Linked DNA regions of Ovis aries: region 2 is linked to region 1. Evidence: chromatin contacts called from public Hi-C data. All regions are on one chromosome and are shown on one strand. The core of a region is the stretch at or near the end of the contact, and the rest is flanking DNA. Distances in the headings are between cores, read along the strand shown. Region 1 holds the start of INIP (INTS3 and NABP interacting protein). Region 2 holds the start of KIAA1958 (KIAA1958 ortholog).

Region 1 (5,101 bases), core at 1,689-4,188:
ATTTATCCTCTCCCGGTGTTGGAGATGAGAAGCCCAAAATCAGTTCGTGCTGCAACTAACGGAGGGGAGAATATTCTTGCTTCTTTCGGCTCCTGGGAGCTGTCAGGAATTCACTGGTTTGTGGCTTCATCATTGCAGTCTCTGCCTCCGTGATCACACATCTCTTCTGCCTGTGTCAGCGCTCCCTCTCTCTCTTATAAGGACGTTTGTGATTGTGTTCAGGGCTCACCTGGGTAATCCAGGATACTCTCCCCACCTCAGTACCCTTAATGCAATCACATCTGCAGAGACCCTTCTCCCATATAAGACAACATTTATATTCATAGGTTCTAGAATTCAGGATTACATACTGACCACAAGGCCTTGGGGGGCTTTCCAGGTGGTGCCCGTGGTAAAGAATCAGCCTGCTAAAATTATTTGACAAAAGGATTAGATGAGCTTTTAAAGCAAAAGTGAGATTCCGGCCTACACACTCAAAAGCATCCTATAGAAAAGGACAAATCATTTAGCCTGTATTTTTATTAAACTTCTATTGAATAAATGAATGGAAGGACACATTTCTGCTTCATTATGTTTAAAGATCCATCAGCAGGTGTACCTGCTTAGCACTCTTCTGGGGATTTTGAGGACACTGGCATGTACTGGAAACCTGGTCCCTTAGAGGTGACCACACTAGAGGAGAGGACATGAAGCGCTACACTGCATTCAGGCTGCCAGGCCCAAGGGGGGCTTAATGAAGTGTCGTGAATCCTCTACATAGCCCACTGAAAACAGTAGGGTTCAGTCTATTTAATTAAAGGGAAAGAACAGTGGCAAAATAAAAGTTTCTATTTTAAGTCAATCAATCTGGACTTCCCTGGTGGTCCAGCTGTTAAGAATTCTGCCAATGCAGGAGACACAGGTTTGATCTCTGCGTCGGGAAGCTGGAGAAGGAAATGGCAACCCACTCCAGTATTCTTGCCTGGGAAATTCCATGGACAGGGGAGAATGGTGGGCTATAGTCAGTGAAGTCACAAAAGAGTTGGACACAACGTAGTGACTAAACAAGTTATCATACTGGCTTCAGAAGGAGGCACCTCACAGACTGTTACCTGGAGTTTCCTTACCAGTTAACAGAGCCCCAGGTCTATCACACACATTCCTTTTGTCTTGGACTTTCCACTAGTGGATATGTAGGATTCACACACTTATCAAACCAGCCAATTCTAAAGGAAACCAACCCTGAATACCCATTGGAAGGACTGGTGCTGAAACTGAAGCTCTAATACTTTGTTCACCTGATGCAAAGAGCCAATTCATTGAAAGAACTTGAGGCTGGGAACGACTGAGGGCAGGAGAAGGGGGGTGACAGAGGACAAGATGGTTGGATGGCATCATCAATTCAACGGACATAAGTTTGAGCAAACTCCAGGATATAGTGAAGGACAGGGAAGCCTGGCCTGCTGCAGTCCATGGGTTGGAAAGAATTGGACACAACTGTGAGACTGTACAACAACATACTTACCTGAACTATTGACTAGATAGATGGGTGACACAGTGGTAAAGAATCTGCTTGCCAACGCAGGAAACTCGGGAGATGCAGGTTTGATCACTGGGTCGAGAAGATCCCCTGGAGGAGGAAATGGCAACCCACTCCAATATTCTTGCTTGGAAAATTCCATGGACAGAGGAGCCTGGTGGGCTATATATAATATAGTCCATGGGATCGCAAAGAGTCTGACATGACTGAGCAGGCACATTGACCAAGATATCCAGTAAAACACAGACCTTTTTTTCTTTTCTAAGAGTTTACATTTTGCAAACTTTATTTAACATTTTCCTTTTTCAAACTGTGGTTTCAGGTCTGACTATCCAATGTACTGATAGACATGCAGCTTTACTGTGCTGGCATCAGGCTATCCCACAAGGAGTGACTTCTTCATCTGAAATGTGGCATATCCACAAATACACATTATTGCAAGTGCACAGCAGTAAAAAAAAATTCCTACAAGTTTAGTGCTTATCTTATGTTTAATTAACTGCAGCCATGAAATTAAAAGACGCTTACTCCTTGGAAGGAAAGTTATGTCCAACCTAGATAGCACATTGAAAAGCAGAGACATTGCTTTGCCAACAAAGGTCTGTCTAGTCAAGGCTATGGTTTTTCCAGTGGTCATATATGGATGTGAGAGTTGGACTGTGAAGAAAGCTGAACGGTGAAGAACTGATGCTTTTGAACTGTGGTGTTGGAGAAGACTCTTGAGAGTCCCTTGGACTGCGAGGAGATCCACCCAGTCCATTCTGAAGGAGCCAGCCCTGGGTGTTCTTTGGAAGGAATGATGCTAAAGCTGAAACTCCAATACTTCGTCCACCTCATGAGAAGAGTTGACTCATTGGAAAAGACTCTGATGCTGGGAGGGATTGGGGGCAGGAGGAGAAGGGGACGACAGAGGATGAGATGGCTGGATGGCATCACTGACTCGATGGACGCGAGTCTGAGTGAACTCCGGAAGTTGGTGATGGACAGGGAGGCCTGGCGTGCCGCAATTCATGGGGTCGCAAAGAGTCGGACACGACTGAGCGACTGAACTGAACTGAACTAAAAGTAGAAAAGTATCCCCGGGATTTGTGTACATCAAGATGCGCAACCCCAAGAAGGTTGTTAAAGCTCGCTCTCCGAGTGCCAACCGCACCTCCGCCTCAGTCCCAACCTAAGTGGATTCACAGTTGCTGCCCTGGTGGCTTTTCTGCCCCCAGCGGTCTGGACGGAATAGCTACTCGCGGTGCTAGGGACCCATTCTGTCTCTGCCCCGCCCCTACGTCACTGCGCGCCCCGCCCCTTTCGGGCCCCGCCCCCGGCCTGCAAGTTCCCTGAGCCTCTCTGGCTGCCACTCTTTGGAAAGGAAGTGGCGTATGCATGAGGTTGGCAGTTAAAGTACGAATCACCGTGAGGAGCGGCAGTTGGGTCCAGGCGGGAGGCGGGACTTCCGCTCCCTCGTGGGTAAGTCACCCGGGGGCGGAAGAGCACCGGGGGCGGGAGGGTTGTGGAGTTACACGTTGAGCTCCAGTTGTGGGTCCTTAAGTGGTCGCGCCCCCTTGGAGAACGCGACCTGACGGCTAGGCGGTCCTGGCTCTTTCGCCTCGCGGTAAGTAGGACCGCCTGGCGGCACCGGTTATGGAGGTGTGTGGCCCCGGCGCTGACTTGCTGCCGCCATCCCATGCTATAGGGTAGTGGCTTCCCCGTCAGCTTTGCCTCCCAGCATTCACTCCCCGTGTTGTCCTGGGTCTCGGCCGCAGCCGCTGCGCCAGCCTCCACGCACGCCCCAGGGACCCTTCTGAGAGGCTGGTACAACCTTGTCACGTCCCTGCTTGAAGTCCCCCATCACAAGATGGCCTTCTTGTTCCTCCCTTCCTAACCCGGTTTTCGTCTGCTCTGTACTTAAGCCGCAGGAGACACCTAACATTATTTTGTTCAAAACCGACATGTGTTTACTAGCTCTTGTCTTTTCGTGCGCATCTTATAAGGCATACCTCGTCACGCCAGTAGAATCAGTTCGTCTCTGCTCACAGAGCGTTGTTTACGCCTTGTAAAAAGCGCGTATTAAACTTTTTTTAGTATTGTTCCTTGAATGAGACAATGAGACAGTGTTTTCCCACTGGATTGTACATTTCATGAGAGCAAGACTAGGGTCTTGCTCATTTGGGATCTACCCAAGGCCTAGTTCAAAAGCACGAAATTTAAAACTAACAGTATTCGCACTAGCTTTGTTACCTTGGGCACAATCTCCCCATTTATAAAGTGGTGATAAATAAAATAACTAATTTCAGTCATAAAGTGTAGAGTGCAGAGTATATACTGGAGAAATATTCGGCTTCTTTCCCTTTTTAGCCTTAAGTAGTATACACAGTAGTTATTAGCTAGGTATCTTAAATGAATCCAGAGGCACTATCGTTGAGTGATTTTTGCTTCCTAGTCCTGTAATCGCATTGATACTATCAATTAGTTGATAGATTTGGTAGTATTTGGTAAACATAACCTAATGATGTAATTAAAGACAGTAATGCTAACTGTCGGTATCAACATCTGCAAGAATAAAAATTTGACTTTCACTAAGTGGGCTTCCCAGGTGGTGCTAGAGGTAAAGAACCCATCTGACAATATGGGAGACATAAAAGACACTGGTTCCATCCCTGGGTCAGGAAGATCTCCTGGAGTAGGAAATGGCAACCCAGTATTGTCTGGAAAATCCCATGGACAGAGGAGCCTGGCAGGCTTTAAGGTCGCAGAGTCAAACATGACTGAAGCAACTGAGCCCTCTAAATAACTTGAGGTATTGCTTTAAGTTGCGTGCCTTTCAGACATATGTTTCTGAAGAGATGAAGATAAGTGTGTACACATTATTTTTCACAGGTGTTTGTAAAGTGCTGACCCCTGAACATAGTTGAAACAGAAAATAGGAAGATGGCAGCAAACCCTTCAGGACAAGGTAAGTGCATCCTGGAATTTCTTTTATTACTAGGAACTTTTGATAGAAAATTAATTTGGGTAGAAATTTAGCATAGGGTAGTCATTGTAGGCAGAATTAAAAATGAATAGCAAAAAAAAAAGACTAGCAAAATAAAATCGCATATTTGAAGCAATTCGATCATTTTGTCTATATGTCAGTCAGTTCAGTTGCTCAGTCATGTCCGACTCTTTATGACCCCATGAACTGAAGCCTGCCAGGCCTCCCTGTCCATCACCAGCTCCCGGAGTCCACCCAAACCTATGTCTATTGAGTCAGTGATGCCATCCAACCATCTCATCCTCTGTCGTCCCCTTCTCCTCCTGCCCTCACTCTTTCCCAGCATCAGGGTCTTTTCAGATGAGTCGGTTCTTCACATCAGGTGACCAAAGTATTGGAGCTTCAGCATCAGTCTTTCCAATGACTGTTCAGGACTTATTTCCTTTAGGATGGACTGGTTGAATCTCCTTGCTGTCCGAAGGACTGTCTAGAGTCTTTTCCAACACCACAGTTCAAAAGCATCAATTCTTTGGCTCTCAGCTTTCTTTATAGTCCAACTCTCACATCCATACATGACTACTGGAAAAACCATAGCTTTGACTAGATGGACCTTTGTT
Region 2 (4,679 bases), core at 1,617-4,116, 170 kb after region 1:
TTAGTGTTTAAAAAAAAAAGAAAACTGATGAATATCAGATCCTACTACTCAGCTACATTTAAAAATCCAGATTTGCACAAATTCACAATTTCTGGAAGTAGCATTTGTCATAATCGAAAGCAGCAGAAAAAGTTTAAACCATGAGAATGTGAGAAATAATTTACATCTTCCTAAACCCAGGGACGGGGGAGCCTGGTGGGCTGCCGTCTATGGGGTCGCAAGGAGTCGAACACGACTAAAGCGACTTAGCAGCAGCAGCAGCAAACACCAATATACCAGCAGAAAAATTAGTTGAAATATGAAAGATTATCTGGAATGCTTTAACTAAAACAGTACTGTTATTTGTAAAAAAGCAAAATATTTAATAGTAATAATATCTACATATCACAGTCAAAAAACAAACACAGACAAAAAAACTAGGTGTTATCTTTTAGTCAGCCCAAATAAATACTCCATGCCAATCCCAGAAAACTGTCAGACACAGCTGCAACTCTGCCAAGCAATTCTCAATGCCAGGCCACACTTTCTTAATGTTTAGTTTACACAGTGACTCTTTGTTAAACCTTAATGCCACAACTGACAGCCATGTAAACCAATACAATGTGTTAGCTTACCTTTCTTAATACTGGGAAGAGCTGATGAAGAGTGTGTATCTGAGAGCTGAAATCATGGGAGTGTTTTAGAACTCCATTCCATCATTCATGATAAAACCTGAACAAATTTCTATACTTAACCTCTTTGGACCATCCTTATTAGAAAAGGAAGAGGCATCCTGCTAAAGGGTTTTACCAGTGCCCAGCATGGAGCCCTGTGCAGAGTTTAAATTCATTTATCTCATCTAGGACAGAAGTCAAAGCAGGAACTAATTAAAGAGGCTGACATGATCTTTGTTAGATATAGCCTCTTCTAAGTTTTAAGAGTACAATAATGTACACTCTAGGCATATACAAAATTAGGCATGCAATAATATTAATCTGTTAATGTAAAACTAGGACAAGAATCTAGGATACCTTTTCCTCCTAGAAAAAGACCACTATTTTAGGCATACTTAAACTGTCTCCTCTTTATAATGACAAAAATCAGTTTGCCTAGCTGATGCTACTGTATATTGTTTTCTGATAAATTTCTACATCTTACTTAACGAAAATTTAAATAGCAAACATTTTTCCACCATAATATTCCTTCATGTTTGGATGATAAATACTTTTTATTTTTTAAGAAAGATCCCATTTCCTATAAATAGCTATAGATATAACTTAGTGTCCACAAAACTTTTTTTCTTAATCTCCTTGGTAATCATCAGATTTAAGTTTGTCAATAAGGATTCTCACACAATAGGCCAAAAAAAAAAAAAAAAACCCTCCAGAAATGAGCAGGTAGACGGAGGTTAATGCAAAGATATAAATCCATAACTGCGTTAAAAATCTGAATAATTAATTTTCTGGGCGCTTACTCGACTTTATTGAGTATCTAAAAATACATAGCAACCATCCATGAAAAACTGAGATAAATAATATAAATCAGCAACACCATCCACGACACTTCAAAAATTTTATCTACCATATACAACCCAATAGGTTATAAACAGAGAATACAGAAATACATCGAATAAAACAGGGAGAGCATTATCACAGGGGGAAATGATTAGTTCTAACATTCATGTTCTCCCCATATGTCGTGAAAGGTCTCGTATCTTAAATAAGCGAAAATAAAGGTTTTAGCCTGAACAGAAAGCTAGATAATTGTTTATCACACTCCAGTTTAACTAATCTACACGACGGAAGCTGTTTCTACCTGATTTGCTTGTTAACTATGTAATAGGTAGAAGATTCTGTCATGTTAATCCTAAGGGGTCTGGGAAATAAAACTTTACCCTCTAAAGTTATATATATACACAAAATATACATATATGTAAAATCACAGCCATATTCATCTTTTATTTCTTGCCTTTAAGTCGCCTCTTAATCTTTAAAGAACGAAAAAGAAAGAAAAAAGGAAAACTACCAGAAAACTACAAAACGTTCTTTGATTTTGATTTTCGTCAGCCCAACCTCCTCCTACCGAGGGAAATCTATATCTCGACGTATTTGATAACAAACACAAACCACTGTGCGCAGCCTCAGACCGGGCGGGGGGGCGGAAGAGCCCTTCGGAGAAAGCCCTCCTCCGTTAGAAACAATAAATAAGGGACCGAAGCGATGCACGTTCCTTCACACACGCCCCAAAACGCACCTCGGCGAGCCTCGCGTGGGGGAAACAAGTCGGGCCAGGGCTCTGAAAACACCTCTCTCCCTCTCGCTCCCGTAACCTCCTCGAGACTTGGCAACTAAGAGAGCAGATCTTTTCTCTCCCCTTCCCGCCCTCCTGCCCACCTCCAACAGACCCTGGAGCTGGAGCCGGCGAGCCAGACTCGCAGCGCGCCCGCGGCCGCTGCGACAGGAGACCGCCGGCGGCGGGCCGGCCCCGGAGAGACAGCCCAGAGCCGCGGCCCCGCCGCCGCCGCCGCTCGCCCGGTCGCCGGGGGTCTCTACCCGTTTCCCGCCCCCCCGCAGCCCGTCGCAGGCGACGTCCGGCCGCCCGGCTCTCAGCCCTGACTCTCGCCTTTCCGCGCCCCCGCCCCCCTACCCCCGCAGAGGAACAAAAGGAGGGTTCAGCCGGGTCACCGCTAGGCCGCCGAGGGGGCGGCGGCGCGGACCCCAGTGCGGCCGCCCCCCACACAAAGGGGCCGCCGACCCCGGGCGCAGCGTCGGCGCGCTCGTCCCCGCCCCGCGCACGGGCTCTCACCCACCTGCAGGTGTCTGTGCGTCTGTCCATAGGAACGCGGGCAGCGAGGGGGGCCTGCGGGAGCCGGGCAGAGCGGGCTGGACGGGGCGGGCCGGAGGGGAGGGACGAAGGGAGCGCGGCCGCGGGGCCGGAGAGCGAAGGCAAGTGGAACAGGGAAGGCCACCGGCTCGCCACGGACGGCGGGGAGGGGGGCGGGGGGCGCCAGCCTGACTCGGCCGACCGGCGCGCGCCGCTCCGTGCGCCGCGGGCTCCGCGCGCCGGGCTCGGAGCGCGGCGGGCAGGCGGGGGGCGGGGCGCGGGCGGGGCGGGGCCGGCGCGCGGGGCGGGGGCTCGGACCCCGGGCTCCAGCCGGCACCGGAAACGCGCCGTGGTCCGCGAGACCCACAGGAAGTGTGTAACGGCACCTCCCACGACGCGCACCGAGCCTAACGGCCGTCGCTGCCCGGAGGCGGTGTGCACCGACCTTCCTGCTACACACACGCGCGCGCGCGCACGAGCTCGGTCTCCGCAGCCCGACAGGTGTGGGAGCCACGATCCCCAGTGAGTTCTCAAGTGGGCAGCACCCCTTTCTGTCACACTTCCCGGGCCAGCGGTCTCCGCTGCCCCTCGGAGCTCTGTACAGCTGCACCCTTTTTAAAAGCCACAATCAGACCTCCTTGCAAGACACTCCGTTGGTCAGGCGTGTGACACCTGTTTTAACGCGCTGAGTGGAGTCACCTCTACACCCAGGCATTGGCAAGAACACCTCCTATCGACAGATGTGCAACCCACAGTCACGTTGCGTGGTGGAAGTTTCTAATCCAACTACAATCACACGCACCCATCCCGTGGAGGGAGCTGGATCGCTGAATAACACCTAAAACACACTAAAACCTGGGAAGCATACAGTAACACCACCTGCATACCTGGGCACAAGGGAGGTAAGGCTGGACCAGGTGCCCTCCGCTTTTATCTAGCAAACGTGGCACGTTCTTTGTGCTTGGGGTTCACACTAAGCGCTTAGTGAATACTGATTTACCTAATCCTAAAGATGCTGCGAAGTGGGTGGGGTTAGCACTGCCACTTTGTAGAGGAGACACAGAGATCTTAGAAATCAGCCCAAGATCACAGAGTAGCTGGAGGAACCCAGATTCATCCCAAGTAGTATGCCTCCGTGCTCTTCTCTTCCTACAGCAGTCTCCAAAGTAATAATAAATGATAATAAATAGCGTTTAAAGTATATCTGATTAGCTATACGTAGTAGCATCCCACTCCAGTACTCTTGCCTGGAAGATCCCATGGACAGAGGAGCCTGGTAGGCTGCAGTCCATGGGGTCGCTAAGAGTCGGTCGACTGAGCGACTTCACTTTCACTTTTCACTTTCATGCACTGGAGAAGGAAATGGCAACCCACTCCAGTGTTCTTGCCTGGAGAATCCCAGGGACGGGGGAGCCTAGTGGGCTGCCGTCTATAGGGTTCCACAGAGTCGGACACGGCTGAAGCGACTTAGCAGCAGCAGCAGCAGCAGCAGCAGAGTATTATTCAGCCTTAAAAAAGAAATCCTGTCACATGCTACAGCATAGATGAACCTTAAGGACACTACACCAAATGAAATAAACCAGACACAAAAAGGACAAATACTTTATGACTTCACTTGTATAAAGTACCTAGAGTTGTCAAAATCATGGAAACAGTATTATGGTGGTTGCCAGAGACCGAGGATGGGAATGTGAAAAGTTACTGTTCCATGTATACTTTTAGTTTTGCAAGATGAAAAAGTTCTAGAAATCTGTTATACAACAGTGTAAATATCATTAAACCACTGAACTGTACACTTAAAATTGTTAAAAGAGTAAATTTTATATTATTTGTTTTTATCACAATGAACTTTTTAAGAGCAGTCCCACTTGTTTCAA

Evidence for each region. Hi-C and Micro-C count contacts between places; a contact is called where the count stands out from the background.
Region 2: a Hi-C map of liver shows a contact between it and region 1, with 4 times the contacts expected there. The contact joins the promoter of KIAA1958 here to the promoter of INIP in region 1. A contact is called at or near these places in 5 of 16 Hi-C or Micro-C datasets (blood, hypothalamus, liver and 1 more).

What each region holds. Positions count from the first base shown.
Region 1 is chr2:10,959,724-10,964,824 of ARS-UI_Ramb_v3.0, forward strand. INIP (INTS3 and NABP interacting protein) reads left to right here and starts at 2,939. Exons shown (of 6, transcript XM_060408910.1): 1 at 2,939-2,980; 2 at 4,391-4,466.
Region 2 is chr2:11,130,448-11,135,126 of ARS-UI_Ramb_v3.0, forward strand. KIAA1958 (KIAA1958 ortholog) reads right to left here and starts at 2,867. Exons shown (of 5, transcript XM_027964113.3): 1 at 2,789-2,867.